3 separate regions of the Ovis aries genome follow, and all the other regions are linked to region 3. Evidence: chromatin contacts called from public Hi-C data. All regions are on one chromosome and are shown on one strand. The core of a region is the stretch at or near the end of the contact, and the rest is flanking DNA. Distances in the headings are between cores, read along the strand shown.

Region 1 (2,966 bases), core at 464-2,963, 160 kb before region 3:
TAAATGTACCTTTTTGTGGTCAGCTGGCAGATTCTTAACTAAACACACAACCCTGGACTGGGTAAGCCAGAGTCTGATGAGTGGTTCAAAGAGCATGGGGTCTTGAAGAGCCGATGCAAACACCAGCCTGAGGCAGAACCCAGCACTTGCTCTGGGTTGCACTCCGATAATCCCCATCGCGCGGCTACAACTCCTGCGACGTTTGAAGCGACTAAAACAGTGTAATGGACGAGACAAAACAGCAGCGTTCAAGGGGAGCCTAAATTTAGCCAGAAGACCAGACAATTAGACAAAGTGCGTGAACCGGTAGTAGGTGGATGATATCCGTTTTCTCCACGGGTTGCTGCACAAGAAGGAAATCCCTTTTACACACACAAACCGCGTTCCTCGCCCCGCGCCCACCCATAGCACACACTTACTTTCGTCCGGCCATTGATTTTGTAGTTGCCCAGCTTCCCGTTACAGTGACGGATCAGGTCGTCCATGTTGTTCATAAGCAGCCCGATGGTTTCGCAGCCGGGCTCCTTGCCCTCGATCCAGGTGATCTTATCGCCTCGGATGTCCTTGGACGAGTCGCTCTTCTGGCTGACCAGCTGCCCGTCCGTGAACTTGCCGGTGTCGTGCAGGGCGCGCACCTCGTCGCCGATCTGCTGCCCGGTCTCCTTGCCCAGGAAGTCGTCCACCACGCAGATGCCGTGCTTGTTCATGCAGGGCACGATGTACTCCAGCGCCAGCTTCAGTGCCGGCAGCGGCTTGGTCTGCCCGTTGGGCCGCAGGCCGCCGCCGTGGCTCAGCCCCTCGCCCGGCGCGTTACTTGGCGGGTACAGGTTCGCCTTCTCATCGTACAGCAACCGGCCGGCCAGCGGCTCCTCCTTCGCGGGCTCCGCCTCGGCGGCCGCCGCTACCCTACCCTGACCACCCGGGGCCGCGCGGGGCGGGGACGCGGCGGCCGCGGGCTCGGCCGTGGGCTTGGCCTTCGCCTTCGCCTTGGCCGCGTCTCCGGAGGCCCGCGGGCCCGCGGCCTCGACGGCTCGATCCCGGCGCGGCGCCGCCTTCCTGGCCTCCCCGGCTCCGGCGGCCCGGGGCGGCGGCGCGGGGCCCGGCTGCTGCTGTTGGCCCGTTCCGGGGGCAGGAACGGTCTCGCCGACCTGGCACACAAGCTTGTGCTTCTTCCAGTCCTGGCGCTGGTGCTCCTTGCTGCAGTAGAAGGAGCTGCGGCAGCGGCTACAGCGCAGCAGGTTCTCCATCTTCCCGCACAGCTCGCAGTACTGCCGGTCTCGCTCGCTCGGGCTCGGCCCGCCGGGCCCGCCGCTGTCATTGGCCATGGCGGCGACGGCGGCGGCAGTGGAGGCGGCGGCCGAGCAGGAGGGGTGGCGGCCGGACGGCCTAGCCTGGGGCCGGGGAGCGGGCGGAGCGGCAGGGGCCGTCACTGCGCCCTGCGCCCGCCGCCCCTCGCCGCAGGAGACCGGCGCCCCGCGCCCTCGGCCCGGCCGCTTCCTCGTCCTTCGGTCGCGCGGCGCAGCGCCGGCCGCCGCCTCAGCGCCTCATCGCCGCCGCGGGCTGAGGGAGCGCGGCCTGCGCGGCGGACGGCGACCACCGCTCGGGCACGCGGGCCCGGCGCGCGAGACCCGCCGCCGCCTCAGCGTTCCGGGCGGCCGGGCCCGGCCCGCGGAGCAGCGCAGGGCGTGCGGGCGCCACTCGCTCGGCGCGCTCTGCACGTACACCACGGCCCCGCGCCGACCCGGGCGGGCGGGGGGCGGGGCAGGGCGAGGGGAGGGCCGAAGGGGCCGCCGCCGCGCGTTCGCGCCTGGGCCCGGGCGGCGCCGGGCCCGCCTCCGCGCTCCCGCACTCGGCCAGCCGGGCCTCAGAGCCGCCTCCGGCGCCCCCCACCGGCCCCGCCGACCCCGCCCCAAGCGGGCTGGGGACGCGGAGCGGCAGGCCCGCGAGCGGCGGAAGGGTGGGGGCCGCGCCGCCGCCGCAGGGCCCGCGCCCCGCGCGGTGCCTACACCTGCTGGGCAGAGCGCGGCCGCGGAGTCGCCGCGGAGCTGGGCGGCCTTAACATGGCTGCTGTTTGTGTGGGACCAACTGGGTGTGTTCCAGGCGCGCTCCAGACTAGGTTGCAAGGTGGCTGTTGCCATCGTCGTGTTGGGTCGGAGGAAACGGAAATTCAGAGAAGTAAAGAAACTTGCCCAAGGTCACGCAGAACAGAAACTGAATCCAGGAATCAGATTCTGTAAGATTCCAAGGCTCCTTTTTCCTTGGTGTATTGTAAACAAGGTGTAAAACAAGGTGTATTTCAAGCAGGCCTGGAATGGTTAAAAGCAAAAATGTGTGGTGTCAACCTGTGTGGTGTCAACCCAAGCCCCTGTGCCCATTTTGAGCCAAATTTAAAGGTACTGAAGTGTGATTTTTTTTTTTAACCATTTTTAAGCCCTGTGAAATCTTGCCGAGTTTAAAACCGCATGAAAAAATGTTTGGCTACCTAGTTAATTATAATCAATGCTCACTTCAGTGTCCACATTCAGGCACTTAAGCTCAAACTGCGGCAACGACTCCAGAAACGTGGGTGGGGGCGGCGGCAGGAGGGGTGGCAAATAAGCGTTGCTACATTTACGACTTCTTAAAAATATCTGTTATTAAAATATGTGCTATGCTGATGAATACAATTCTTTCTTTTCTAGAACATAAAAACCTTACCAGAAATAAGCCAAGGGTGTTTCTTTCTGCCTGCCATTTATTTTTAGAAGAAAAAGTGCTGTGATTTAGATTTTTATAGTCTTTTCTGAGCACATGCTAACGTGGGAAATGCTGTTAGACTTGTGTATCACTGGAATAGACTGCAGGTAACTTCAGCAGTCCTTGAGATTAACAACACGAGAGCTGAAATGTGTGAGGTTAAAAGCAGAAGACCATAAGGAATTATAATTCACTTTACAGAATAGTTTTAGAAAAACTGGTTTGAATCC
Region 2 (3,064 bases), core at 333-2,832, 230 kb before region 3:
TTCAATGCGAAGCTGGCGTATTGCAGCGTGCACAGCTGCCGCCCTGTTTCTCAAAAACAGCTCACAAGCCTTCGTGCACTGGCCAAGCCGGATTAGTTGAGAAACTGCCCTGCGGGTCGCCTTGGGGCCACCTCTCAGGGACCGACCCGGGGAGAGTTCAAAAACTAGTACCTCGGTGAGCTGGCGGACACGCTCATCCACTCTCGCCCTTAGTTCTTTTACAGGAGGTGGGCTGGGCTTGTCTTCTAGGTAATGGTTCAATTTATCCAGGAGGTCAACGGCACCTTCAAAGTCCCTCTGGGCAATACAGACATCCAGGTCTTCAGGCAATTCTTGGATCCATTCCATTGAGAGGTCCACCTTCTCTTCTTCTATCTCGGGAACAGCTGGTTCGTCGTCGTCTTCGTCCTCAAACGGGTTACTGGCCTTGGGGGTCACCTGGGGTGGCCCTCGAGGGGCCGCTGCCTCCTCCTGTTCCCTGCGTCTTTTTTCACTGAGGGCCCTCTTGGTTTCCTCCAGCACTTCCAGCCACTCCCGTTTGATTTTTGCATTTTCTGCCTGAAAAATACGGCTCTCGGGAAACATTAACAGCTTGAACATGTCCTTCATGGGTGGGTTGTCCTTGACATTGACCACAGCCAAACCATCCAGGGGATAGAGGGCGTTGTAGCGATACATTCCCCGCCGCTGTGGCAGCCAGGTGGCCACCAGCAAACAATCGTTCATGAGAAAGCCGTGCACCCGCTGGAGCTGGGCCATGTGATCCGCTTCGTATTCCACCAGGTCACCATTGTACACTAGGTACTGTCCCGGCGTCTCCAGCAGGTGCCTGCAGCCTTCCACTTTCTCAAGCAGGGTGGTGAGGGTTCGCTGCTTTCCTTCCTCGCCTGGCCCAGAACCGTCCCGGGAGGCGCCCCCGGGGCTGGGGAAAAAGCCGGTCTGGCCCCGGAGCTGGTCGCGGCCTCCCGCGCCACCTCCTCCCTCCTCCCCTCCAGAGGCGGCGGCGGCGCCCGCGGCAGCGGCAGCCGGCAGCAGGGTAAGCGGGACGCTCTCCAAGCTGCTCTTCTGCTCCGTCAGCAGGTGGCTGAGCTGATACATCTCGCTCTCCAGGTAGGAGATCTCACGGGCCGTCTCTATGAACTGCCGGTAGTTCTGGTAGACGTTGCGCTTCAGGTTCTGCGCCGTCTCCTCCGCCAGCGCCTGGATGCGCTGCCGGTGCTCCTGCAAGTCCCGGTCCCCGTCCGACTGCTGTGAGAGCTGCTTCACGTACAGCCGCGCCTCGAAGCCGCCCGACTCGAGCTGCCGCCTCAGGCGGCTCGCCCCACTGTCTGACATCGCCATCGCCATTGCCGCCCGGGCTCACGCAGCCCCTGTCACTACCGCCGTGGCCGGCGCCGCCGCTGTGGAGGCCCACCCAGCCGGGACAAACTCCAGGGCTAAGGAAGGGACGGAAGAGAGACGAATACGCCTGCGCCCGGGTCTGAACTTCAGTCACTGCGCCTGCGCAAGGGGCCGAGTGCCGACGATGCGCCTGCGCAGGAACTTCAGGGGCCTCGGGCGCCGACGCTGGAGAAGCTATTCCGGAAGTGAGTGGAGGGCGGGGCAGAGCGATGTAGGTACTAAGAGGTGCTACGCATGGGCGGAGTGTGTCGTTGGTGTTTGACGTTACTCGCGACCCGTGAAGACGGTAACCAGGTATCTGAAACCTTCACCCTAGTTTTGAGCCCACTAGGTGGTGTCACGCTTAGTTCTTTTTTTTAAGGCCCAGAATGTTGACTTCGGCGTTTGGGACAAGCTAAGCTCTCGTTCTCGAGCCCGTTTTCCCTGAGTCTCGCGAGATCGGCGAACTGACCAGAAAGCCGGTATCTCCTAGGCGCGCGACCGGGCCCTCAGACCCCCCGGGACGTGGAGTCACCCGCTCTGGACCTCGGCAGCTATGGATGAGGACCTGGTTTTGGCACTACAGCTTCAGGAGGAGTGGAACTTGCAGGTCTCGGAGCGCGAACCGGCCCAGGAGCCCCTGTCGCTGGTGGACGCGTCCTGGGAGTTGGTGGACCCCACCCCTGACTTACAGGCCCTGTTTGTTCTGTTCAACGACCGTTTCTTCTGGGGCCAACTGGAGGCGGTCGAGGTGAAGTGGAGCGTGCGGATGACGCTGTGAGTCCCGAGCCCTACTGGGGACGGGGCCACCGGCGGCCCTTCTGTCTCCCCTCGCGGTTTTGGCGGCGTTAGCACGGGCTCTGGATTTGGGGCAGGCGGCCCCACAGGGATTATCTTCCTTCCAGCCCCTTCCCTTCTCACTTTAAACGACTTTAAGAAAGCCCCGTGGCCCATCCCGCGACGGTTTGACTTGTAAGGGGCGCAGTGAGAGAAAAGTGTGTTTCTTTGAATCTCACTTCACTAGAAAGGGCTTCCTTGGTGGCTCAGACGTTAAAGAATCCGCCTAAGTCCTGGGAGCCCTGTTTGATCCCTAGGTCGGGAAGATCCCATGCAGGAGGGCATGGCAATCCATTCCAGTATTCTTGCCTGGAGAATCCCATGGACAGAGGAGCCTGGCGGGCTGCATACAGTCCGTGGGGTCTCAGAGTCGGACACAACTGAGCGACTAAGCACACAGCACAGTCCAAAGCCCTTAACAGTTACTAAAAAGCGAGTTAACGCTTTTCTGATTTGTCTTATGAGTGTGCTTTAGGACCCAGATGAGAGAAACAGCCAGAATCTGCCCCAAGAGAGAGTGCCAGGGACACACTGTGTGGTGTACTTAGCAGTGAGCTCGGGAGTCTTGAGTAGGGAAGGGGCTTATGTTCCCATATTTCTGGATCCAGGGGATCTAAAGGGATGCCTATAAAAGGATCCTTTTCTGACACTCCAGGTTTGAGAAATTCTGATTTGAGATAATGTACCCCGGTATATGAACGGAGTTAACAAGTAAGTCTAAGAAGTCGTTGTGTACCACTGTACTTGTTTTTGAATTGCTACAAAGCATCTAAAATAAGAGAGAAGATATGATACAAAGTTGTGTGTTTAAAGTATCGATCTCTTTCATATAGGATTCCATTATAAT
Region 3 (3,131 bases), core at 428-2,927:
AAGTGAAAAGCAGTTCAGTGAAACACTGTTGTATTTGAACAGATGAACAGGAGTGGTGGTTGGAGAAAGAAAAGGACATTATGATGGATCCAGGTTTTGGAAAGTTGAGGTCTTGTGAACTGCTATACCAGTGGAGTGGGGAAAAATACCCTTTTCCCACTATATACTTCAAGTAAGCGCTGACTCTAATAATGTTGTAAATAACTGGCTTCCTCACATGTAGAAGGAGTCACGTTAAAACGATTACAATTGTATGAAAGTTCTCTCTCTCTCTCCTTTTTTTGTCATGGTCAAGTAGAAGACCACTGGTAGATAAGGGTCAGTAGGATCAGACTTCACACAAACTCGGAATTTTACGACCAACATCATCAGCAAAGCTGTTCAGTATATAAGCAAAGCAGTTCAGTCCAGGTCTTCAGGAGCCTACTTTATCCACAAGGAATCTGGCTAATTGATACATGTGTTCAAAGCTGCAGAGACGAAATGGGTGGTGTTTCCCAAGCGTCTTGCTCCAGAGCTGAAGAGAACCCAGAGACTAGCTAGAATAGAAAACCTTCCTATGATACAGGTCTGTCAGGCGCTTGAAATCACTGCCAAGTTATTTCATTTCAATCACTGTTCCTTTGTTACTAAATAAACAAGGAGGAAAGACTGTGTATATAAAGTGCCTACAATAAAGAGGTTATTTAGGGGAAACGTACTAAAATACAGTACTTGTGTCTTCCCAACCAGCCCCAGGCCGTCCAGCCTCAGCCTGAGTTCTACCCTAGAGAATGCTGTAGCGCATGTTCCTTTTGGAAAGCGACGGTGGGAGAAGGGTATCAAAGCTAATCTTTAACTGAGACTTTACTATGTGAAAAACTCTTCTGCGCTTCTTAGTGGTAACACATTTAATGGTCAAAAAATCCTACGAGGTGGGTCCAAATTTAACCCTATTTCTCAGATGAAGAAATTGAGCTAGAGATGAATTACTTCCTTAAGGTCACACCGTCACTCAGCGACGGGGGCCACAGCGAAAGCAGGCATTCCGGAGAGGAGCACAACGGAGGACACAAGAAGAGGGAGGGAAAAGGGGAGACGGGGAGGCGGGAGGGGGACACACAGGGGAGAAATAACCAGGACTGTCTTGCACTGATTGATATGCATATTTTCATCACTTTAGCTGCTGGCGTCACCGCCAGGAACGGAAAAGACTTCTACCTCTGTAAGGTTCAGTCTCGATAACAAGAAAACCATCGCACAGGAGACGCGTGGACGCTCCCTTTCTCACCCGCAGGTTCCCCGGCGTCGCAGGGCCGCCTTCAGCGGCGAACTACAACCCCCACTATGCACCGCGCGGGGGCCAGGGGCCCATGCGGGGGGCGCACGCGAGGGTGTTCCACAGGCGCCTTGAGAAAAAGAAAAAAAGTATACATCTTCCGTCGCTCTCCAGCCTTCACACTGTTCTCACTCTCAGAGGGATGCGGTCGTCTTTTTTATGAACAGCTAATACGGAAAAGCGTGTAAGGTCGCTTCTGTTTTCAGGCACAACAGAGGGCAGCTGCGACAACAGCGCCCGGGCGCGAGGTCCTCGGCCACGCGCGGGGCAGAGCCAGCGGAGGCGGGGCGGGGACGCGGCCGGAAGTGTGTTCAGGCGGAGAGAGAAACCTGAGTGGTTGCTGGTGCGCGCTTCCGGCTAGTGCGCTGACGTCGGCCGGCTGTACAGGGCGCCGCTGAGGGCTCTTCGGCCGCCGCCGCGCGTACCCTGCTCGCCCTGAGGCTCTTAGTCTCCTCTCTTCTTGCCGTAGGCCGTGACGACATGAGCAGCAAAGAAGGTGGCATCCTCAAAAGCTTTGGGCGTGATTTATTTATTTAATCCAGCCTTTTTGTCGCATTTTCCACTTCCCACCCTTGAAAGATGCTTTCTCCCCGCGCAGACTCGGGGGGCGGCGGCCCTGGTGATTTCCCCGGCCACATTGGCCGTATTTAGCTCTTTTCCTTAATCCTCGAGGCAGTTTTATCTTAGTTCGGTAATTGCCCCACCTTGTTCCAGGTCAGGGAACCCACTGTGGGAGGTTTGGATGAGCTTAAGGTTTGGGAGGTGGTGGGGGAAGGTAGTGCTGCTTTTTGTCGGTTTGCTGAGAAAGTCTCTGCGATGACGGCCCAGGGGAGGTCTGGTTTTAAGGAAGAAAGGGGTTTACCTCTGTTATGTGTTGTCAAGTCCTGGCGATGGAGAGCCCTGTCCAACCTTTTTTTCCTTCTCTATGTAAGGATCAGGAGGGTTCAGGAAAAGGAAGCATGACAATTTCCCACATAACCAGAGAAGAGAAGGGAAGGATGTTAATTCATCTTCACCTGTGATGTTGGCCTTCAAATGTAAGTTCTATGTCATGAACACTGGTGAAGGGAAGGAACGAAAGAGGTTGTAAAAAGGATCACTTAACTATGTTATGCTTCAGTCTCAGTATTTTCCTGGAGGCTTTCCAGTGGTGCTCGGTCTGTCATGAAAATTGAGATTACAAAAGTCTTGACTTTATTTCCCCCTTTTAAGTTTCACAGGTAAACATTAATTAACATCAGACCTGCCACATAACTGGAAATTACCGTGCACCTGATACACAAGCATACATATCAGCTATATATGTACGGATAATTTTAAACGTGTATTGGTTTTGTTTTCTCCGCTAGGCTTTTGGAGACTTATTTATTTATTTTTTTTTTAAGATTTTTTTTGATGTGGAACATTTTAAAAGTTTTTGTTGAATTTGTTATAATAACTGCTTCTATTTTATGTTTTGATTTTTTGACAATGAGGCATGTGGGATCCCCGACCAGGCATCGACCTCACACCCTCTTCATTGAATGGTGAAGTCTCAACCACTGAACCAGCAGGGAAATGCTGTATTTTTGTTTTCACTATATCTTTTTGCAGAGAGTGGGTACTCAAGTGCATGTAAATTATATGGGTATATTTAGTCCCAGATTCTCTTTTCTCAGTATATTAACTTGGGAAAATTCCTCTTTGCAAAACAAAGTATAAAACAAAATTCATGTAACTCTTGTCTTCTGTCCAGCATCCTATTTTTTTTGTACACTATGTGTGGGAGGCAAGATCTTAGTTCCCCTACCTGGGATTGAATCCATGTTCCTCT

What was found. Hi-C and Micro-C count contacts between places; a contact is called where the count stands out from the background.
Region 1: a contact with region 3 is called in a Hi-C map of muscle, with 5 times the contacts expected there. The contact joins the promoter of EGLN1 here to the promoter of TSNAX in region 3. A contact is called at or near these places in 5 of 16 Hi-C or Micro-C datasets (blood, hypothalamus, liver and 2 more).
Region 2: a Hi-C map of muscle shows a contact between it and region 3, with 2.4 times the contacts expected there. The contact joins the promoter of SPRTN here to the promoter of TSNAX in region 3. A contact is called at or near these places in 4 of 16 Hi-C or Micro-C datasets (blood, muscle, skin fibroblasts and 1 more).

The regions. Positions count from the first base shown.
Region 1 is chr25:3,539,865-3,542,830 of ARS-UI_Ramb_v3.0, forward strand. It overlaps EGLN1 (egl-9 family hypoxia inducible factor 1), which reads right to left and starts at 1,714. Exons shown (of 5, transcript XM_027962458.2): 1 at 420-1,714. The coding sequence starts at 1,325.
Region 2 is chr25:3,468,067-3,471,130 of ARS-UI_Ramb_v3.0, forward strand. It overlaps SPRTN (SprT-like N-terminal domain), which reads left to right and starts at 1,583. Exons shown (of 6, transcript XM_042241159.2): 1 at 1,583-1,695; 2 at 1,874-2,157. The coding sequence starts at 1,636. It overlaps EXOC8 (exocyst complex component 8), which reads right to left and starts at 1,495. Exons shown (of 1, transcript XM_012105596.4): 1 at 1-1,495. The coding sequence starts at 1,347.
Region 3 is chr25:3,700,676-3,703,806 of ARS-UI_Ramb_v3.0, forward strand. TSNAX (translin associated factor X) reads left to right here and starts at 1,678. Exons shown (of 5, transcript XM_042241164.1): 1 at 1,678-1,814; 2 at 2,251-2,355. The coding sequence starts at 1,799. It overlaps LOC132658665 (a long non-coding RNA gene), which reads right to left and starts at 1,306. Exons shown (of 2, transcript XR_009598590.1): 1 at 1,201-1,306.